2 separate regions of the Rattus norvegicus genome follow, and region 2 is linked to region 1. The links are chromatin contacts, called in public Hi-C maps. All regions are on one chromosome and are shown on one strand. The core of a region is the stretch at or near the end of the contact, and the rest is flanking DNA. Distances in the headings are between cores, read along the strand shown.

What was found. A called contact is a pair of places that touch in the nucleus more often than the background predicts.
Region 2: a Hi-C map of frontal cortex shows a contact between it and region 1, with 2.8 times the contacts expected there. The contact joins two enhancer-like sites. A contact is called at or near these places in 2 of 12 Hi-C or Micro-C datasets (the A7r5 cell line and frontal cortex).

What each region holds. Positions count from the first base shown.
Region 1 is chr4:147,501,855-147,505,053 of GRCr8, reverse strand. The region is part of intron 2 of Srgap3 (SLIT-ROBO Rho GTPase activating protein 3); the gene reads left to right. Among named protein-coding and RNA genes, the nearest start is that of Srgap3, 120 kb to the left of the region's middle. Within about 2 kb of position 1,668, at least 13 of the 93 cell types and tissues checked have an H3K27ac peak or open chromatin away from gene starts, as enhancers often do.
Region 2 is chr4:147,688,603-147,691,698 of GRCr8, reverse strand. No RefSeq gene overlaps it. Among named protein-coding and RNA genes, the nearest start is that of Thumpd3, 51 kb to the left of the region's middle. Within about 2 kb of position 1,593, at least 16 of the 93 cell types and tissues checked have an H3K27ac peak or open chromatin away from gene starts, as enhancers often do.

The DNA.
Region 1 (3,199 bases), core at 419-2,918:
CTGCCAGCTCCAATGTCGGTCACATTTACATCCTACTGTCCTTGTCCACCTCCTGTCACCTCCGACATCTCTTTACTCTCCTGCACCTCTGTTTTCCCCACTGTGTCTCCTCCCCTTTCACCCTCCATCTTTCGTCGTCTCCACTTTCTGTCTACCTTTCGACCACCATCTTCTGTTCTGTACACCATCTGCCTTCTCTCTTTGCCCGTCCATCAGCTCAGCGCCTGTATCCCCTGCCATCTGTTTTCCATCACAGCGACTTCCCATCATGTCTGGTTTCTGCCTTCCGCCGTCCATCCTCCACCCCCATTATCTTCCTCTCTATCACCCACTTTCCCTCTCCCATCATCCTCTGCCTTCCACCTTCTGTATCCTCCACTTTCCATCACCACATTCTTTTCCCTTCTGTGGTGGGGCTCTGAGGCTCCTTGTGACGGCTACAGCTCCTTCTCCTCTTCTTGGTTCTCCATGTGGTTCTCACGACTCCCACACACCTTTCCTGGGATCCTCAGAGATCCTGATCAGTGAATTACGAAGTATCGTCCAGTCTCTGTGTTACTTGTGCCTGTGTACACACGTATATTTCACCTAGGCACCAACAGCACTCTGGTTTTTGTATTAAGAATGGTGGTAGATTTAAAGAGCGATATCTAGGAGGTCAGTTCTATCTCCATCCACTTAGGTAGGGGGAATAATAGTGGACTTTAAGGATTATATAGGACCATATACTTTGCAAATCCATCCATTAGCCTTCAGTTCGTACATCTTTCTAAGAATTCCAGTGGGACATGAAAAGTCAGCACATGAGTCATTCTCTCCAAAGGACAGAGAAGGGACTTGCAGGCCGGCCTCAGTGGGGTTCTCAGGACTCACAGTTGAAGGGTGAAATAACTGGCCAGACGAGCCTTGGGTAGGCAATTCTTTCACTTGGTTCTGTATACACCACGCATCATGCCCATTTTCCTGTCAGATAAACCAAGGCGCAGAGGTTTGTACGGGAAGAGATGGTGAGGTTGCCCAGGTATTTCTTAATGGGGCAGAGGTTTTCATTTCAGGACTTGACCAAAGATGGGGATCTGATGCCTGAAGAGGATGTCAGGTGCAGGGGTCTATGCTCTCCGGATTCCTAGATCCCAGGACAGTGGGTTTAGATCCACGTGCCTCCTGGGTTCTGCAGGCTTGGATCTGGGTTTTGTTTGCTAAGCGGAATTTTCCAGCCCCCAGCCGGGAAGCTGGCAGAGCTAGCTTGCTGCTAATTTCATTTTCCTAACTCACCAGCTTGGCAAGGCTTGGCCTCTCCAGCTTCAATCTCTTGGAACCTCATTCCCACCTTTCTTAGCCAAAGAAAGCGAGCAAGCCGTGACTCGCCAGGAATGTTCATTGCTAGTTTCTAGCCATAAAGAAGAAAATATATACATCTGCGGAAGTTCTACCCTTATGTCCTAGTTCAGCGGCTTCTGCCTGCCTGCCGGGGAGAGGCTGCGGTGCAAGACGAGGAAAGCAAAGAGTTAGTGTGCCTGAGATGAGGGAAGACTGGCTGGCTCCCTTCGTTTTAATGTCTACCGAAAGGGGAACTGCAGCAGGGAAAGGTAGCAGAGTAAGTTAGATATCATCCCTGGGGGCCATTTTGAAAAAAGAACGGGGACCTCAGGAAAAGTAGAGAGGAAGCACAGGTTCCCGAGTCTCCACCCTCATCTGTCATCTGTGCTCTGGGGATTGTTTTCTGCAGTCCCAACATAATGCAGATGGTGTATGGGAGGAGGCAGCAGGCACCCCAGGACCCAGCAGCCCCACGGGCCCTCCAGCCTCTGCCCCCAACTCCCACCCCTATGATCTGGCTTCCTATACTTGTCTTTCCTTAGTCCCTTAAATGCATGCACCAAACTCCTTGCCCCTCAGGAAGCCGCTCTTCTAGTGCTTTCCCTTAGCTGCCTCTAACTCTTCATACCTTTCCTCTCTCCTCGTAGACACTTCAGTGAACCTCAAAGTCATGTTTCCAGACCCTTGTTCTGAGCACCTATAGCACAGCGTGCCCCTTCATTCTAGCACCTTCTGGCCATCTAATTCCACACACACCTGGGACTCCTCCAGTGACTGTGTCTTCCCTCAGCACACTGTCTACTATGTGGACAACACACATGCTCAAGGCCAACTTGGAGCCTGGCCCTATAGAGTGCCCATCATAAAGGCATTGCACGGTTGAGCCATTGGGTAATATCCAGAGAGCTCTTTTCTGGTGTTCAGTGACATGGTTTGAACAGCTAAGCCACAAGCATAGGCGACCTTTACATAGAAGGTAGGCATAGGACAGCACCCCTCCCTGGGCCAGGCATCTTTCTGTTTCACCTTGGTGACTCTTATTGGTGGCACACTGAAGTGTTGGTGAGGGCCTGGAACCCTTCTACAGAATGACTAGCTCCAGCTTAAATCCTGGCCGTGGACAGCTCACCTGGTGTGTTTGTTGCTTTTGGTGACTTATGGGAGAAAGAGTTTATTTTGATGGCATTAGGGTTCCAGAGGGGAGTGAATGGTGGCTGAGGAGTCATGGCAGCAGACAACCATAGCAGAGAGCTGGCAGATCACGTCTTCAATCACAAGCATGAAGCAAAGAGTGAGAGCTGGAAGTGGGGTGAGACTGTACCCCCCCACCCCCAGGCTGTGTCAGGTGATGGTTCTCCCCTAGCCAGGATGCACCTCCCCAGATAGCACTTAACCGGGGACCAAGTGTGTGTCAGAAGGACAGGGGGGAGATGGGAAGGCAGAGCTCCCGGTTTCCCAGGCTAGGTGGGACTTCAGGGTGGGAATGCTGCTTCGAAGGCAGATAGGTATCCATGCCTGTCCCTTCCCCGTTCCTGTCATGGGAGTGGGGAGAGGTGTGCCTCTGGTTGCAGCCTCGTCAGACTCTGGGGGAGAGCATTGTCTCCCTTCCCAGCCAAAACTCTAACACTTCCTTCATTCTCCAAAGCTATTTTACTTCCCTGGGTGCCCATCCAGAGAACAGGCTTCATGCTGGATTCTTTCTCCTCAGCTCCCATCCTAAACCCTCAGTTGGCCTCCCAAGTTCAGTCACTACCCAGGTCCTGAATCCCTCACTTCTCTCTTGGCCTTGGATGTCACCCCCTATCCTCTCAGAGTTCCACTATAGACAGTTCATCCCTTTCCAATTTTTAACTTTAGATCCTTCTAGGGCTCTCTGATG
Region 2 (3,096 bases), core at 344-2,843, 190 kb before region 1:
CCGGGGTGAGGTACATCACAGTGGCAGTGCACAGTGTGGAAGAGAACCCTTCACCTCAGGTGCAGATAATCGAAGAGACCAGAGACCCATCATTCACATCGGGTCTTGCCTCCCCTAAAGCTTCTCCCTAGGGCTCCATATCTTGAAGTTCTGCCTCCTCTCAGCAACACCTAGCAACACCATGGCCCAGAATCCCAGCCTTAAACACATGGCTCTTTGAAGGACATTTAAAATCCAAACTGCAGCACGTTGACAGTTTCCTGACTTCTCTCCCCTGCGGTGGTCAAATGGATTTAAGAAGTCCATGTTTATCAAGTGTAATTCCCATTATCCATGTTAGTCCACACTTTTCAGGTTGTCAGTCTTAGGTGCTGACACAGTGAGTGATGCAGTCTTCTGGTTCCTTCTCTACTCACATGGTTACTTGGGGGAGGGGCTAAATGAAATCATAAGAATAAATCATTCCCAACAAGGTTAATCATGTCATCAGTCATCAGACAGCATTCGGTAAATGATACATATCATTTAAGTCATTCAGGATGAGTGTATGACAAGATCTGTACAGCATCACGCCTAGAGTTAGCACCACCCTGCCTGCACACCCTCTCTCATAGGAAAGTCTCAAGTTGTGTGCTTACAGTTATAGAGTAGTAGTGGGGTGGCGATAACTCATGTCTACAATCCCAGCACTAAGGAGGCAGAGGGAGGAGGATCTCTATGCGTTCGAGGACAGCCAGAGTGAATTCCAGGACAGCTGGAAACCCTGTCTTGAAAAACTAAAATGTATGAACAAATGAACAAACAAACAAACAGCTAGGCATAATTGTGCATGACTTTATTCCCAGCACTCAGGAGACTGAGGCAGGAGGACCTCTTGGGAGTTTGAGGACAGCTTGACCCTCATAGCCAGCCAGAGGTATAATAGTGGGCCCCTGTCTCAAAACAATAACAACAACAACAACAACAACAACAATAACAACAACAAAATCCACCCAAACCATAAGTAAACAAAAGTTAAGGAAAAAAATAGAGACAGCGTTGTGACTTATCAGCATGTCCAGAACACATGATCACCATGTCTAAGATTCATTTTCTGCACTCTTCACAACACGTTACCATTTTGAAATAGCGTGGTAAGAGGTTGTGTTGGGGGAAGGGGGTTGACAATTGCAGGTATTATTATCACGGCCAGTTTCCGATGTCCTTTTACTGTTTTAAAATCTGAAATTCAGAGAATGGAATTGTCTTCCTTGGGTTGCAATGATCTGGTCAGAGCAGCCTCTAGGAATGTTCTCAGAACGCCTCACCAGGTGGCGCTCTTTCACCGGGATAGCTTCTTTCCAACTCCCTCCTACTTCCCAGCATGCAGTGGCCTCTCCCGACCAGGACAGCCTAGCATTGTAGAGCTAGCTGGGATATTGTGTCTAAGCCTTGTTTCAGACAGGGAGAAATAGCATTTTGAGAAAGTATGTCTCTGAGCCTAGGGGCCCCCCGTCATCAGGTGGTAGTAGGTGGAGTCCTGGTTTATTCGGTTCTGAACCTCATTCGTTTCCCACTGCGTTGCGTCTCTTACCCAGCTCTCTGCAGACTCTTCTTGTTCTTGCTTTGAAGGCTTTGCCTCATACTGGAACCCGGTGGGCAGAGCTAGTGTTTCCCTGCTAGGCGTTTGCCAGTTTCTGCTATTAAGGGTGGAGAAGGTATTTGGGAACAGGAAAGGATGTAGGCAGACTCTTGTCCTTTCTTCCACTTCCAGAGTCATTTGGGGCAGTGTATGTGCAGCTAGGGGCAGGGACCCTAGAACCAAACCGTCTTTGTCACAACCCTTCCCCTTCTCACAGCAGGATAACGGGCTGTGAATAAACTTGTGTCTCATTGTTCCATCCGTAAAGTTGGGACAATAAAATATCCCATGGGAGCTGTCCTAGGCGAAGCACTCACTGCGGTTGGAGGCATAGATATGAGAATGTGAGCGTTGTGGTTCACTAGCACCCTACCTGGACAGAGAAACTTCTGGGAGGATGCTGGGCTGCGCATACTGGCCCTCGCCTGTGTATTCTTGCCACAGCATCCTTTTATGAGACCTGCCACATATTTCAGTGGAGCTGTGTGATGTGGTGTGTTAACCTAGGCTCTCGTGCTCTTAATGGACCTGCAGCCCAACCCAGGGAAGTAGGTATTAATCGTGTTTCCATCACATGGAGGAGGCTCAGACATGACAAAGCCATATCTCCAGGGTCACTGCCTAGTGACAGGAGTGTGCCTCACTGTCAGGCCTGTCTGATTAAGGTGTAAGATTAAGCCATTTACTTCTGCATTCTACTGCCTCCTTTTGAAACTGGCAAAAACAGTAAGCACGAACCCCTCAACAGTGTGGGCATCATCCGTACTCAGGGTATTCCTGCAGGGTCCAGAACCACCCATCTGTAGGATGATGGCTCTTACTCCTCTAAATAACATCTGTCTGTCTGCCTGTCTGTCCGTCTGTCTATTAGCAGGATCCTCATCATAGCACTGGAGGAGCCGAAACTCTATTCGGATCAGGCTGACCTTGAACTCACAGAAATCCATTTTCATTCTTTTTTTTTTTTTTTTTTTTTTTCCGGAGATGAGGACCGAACCCAGGGCCTTGCGCTTGCTAGGCAAGCCCTTACCACTGAGCTAAATCCCCAACCCCGAAATCCATTTTCTTCTTCTTTTTCCTTGCATGTGCTACCACACCTGGCTAGATTTATTTCTGTTGTTTGAACTATATGCATGAGTCTGTGTTAATATATGCCACCTGTGTTGGGGGTGCTTGAAGAAGGCAGAGAGGCTGTTGGATCCCCTTGGAGCTGGAGGTTTGCATGCTGGGAGCCTGGTGAGGGTGTTGTTAAGCAAACTTTGATCCTCTGGAAAAGCAGTAAGTGCTCTCAAGCACTGAGCAGTTTCTTACTGCTCTTAACCTGGGGGACAAAGATGTAGATGTCATTCATGCTTTTTTTTTTTTTTTTTGCTCCCCCAAGGTCTCCTGAGTGACAAATACAAGGACTCTTAAATTATATTTAGCCCTACAACCTTCAGGGGTCACCTTCTCCCATCCCACTTTTTTTTGGTGCA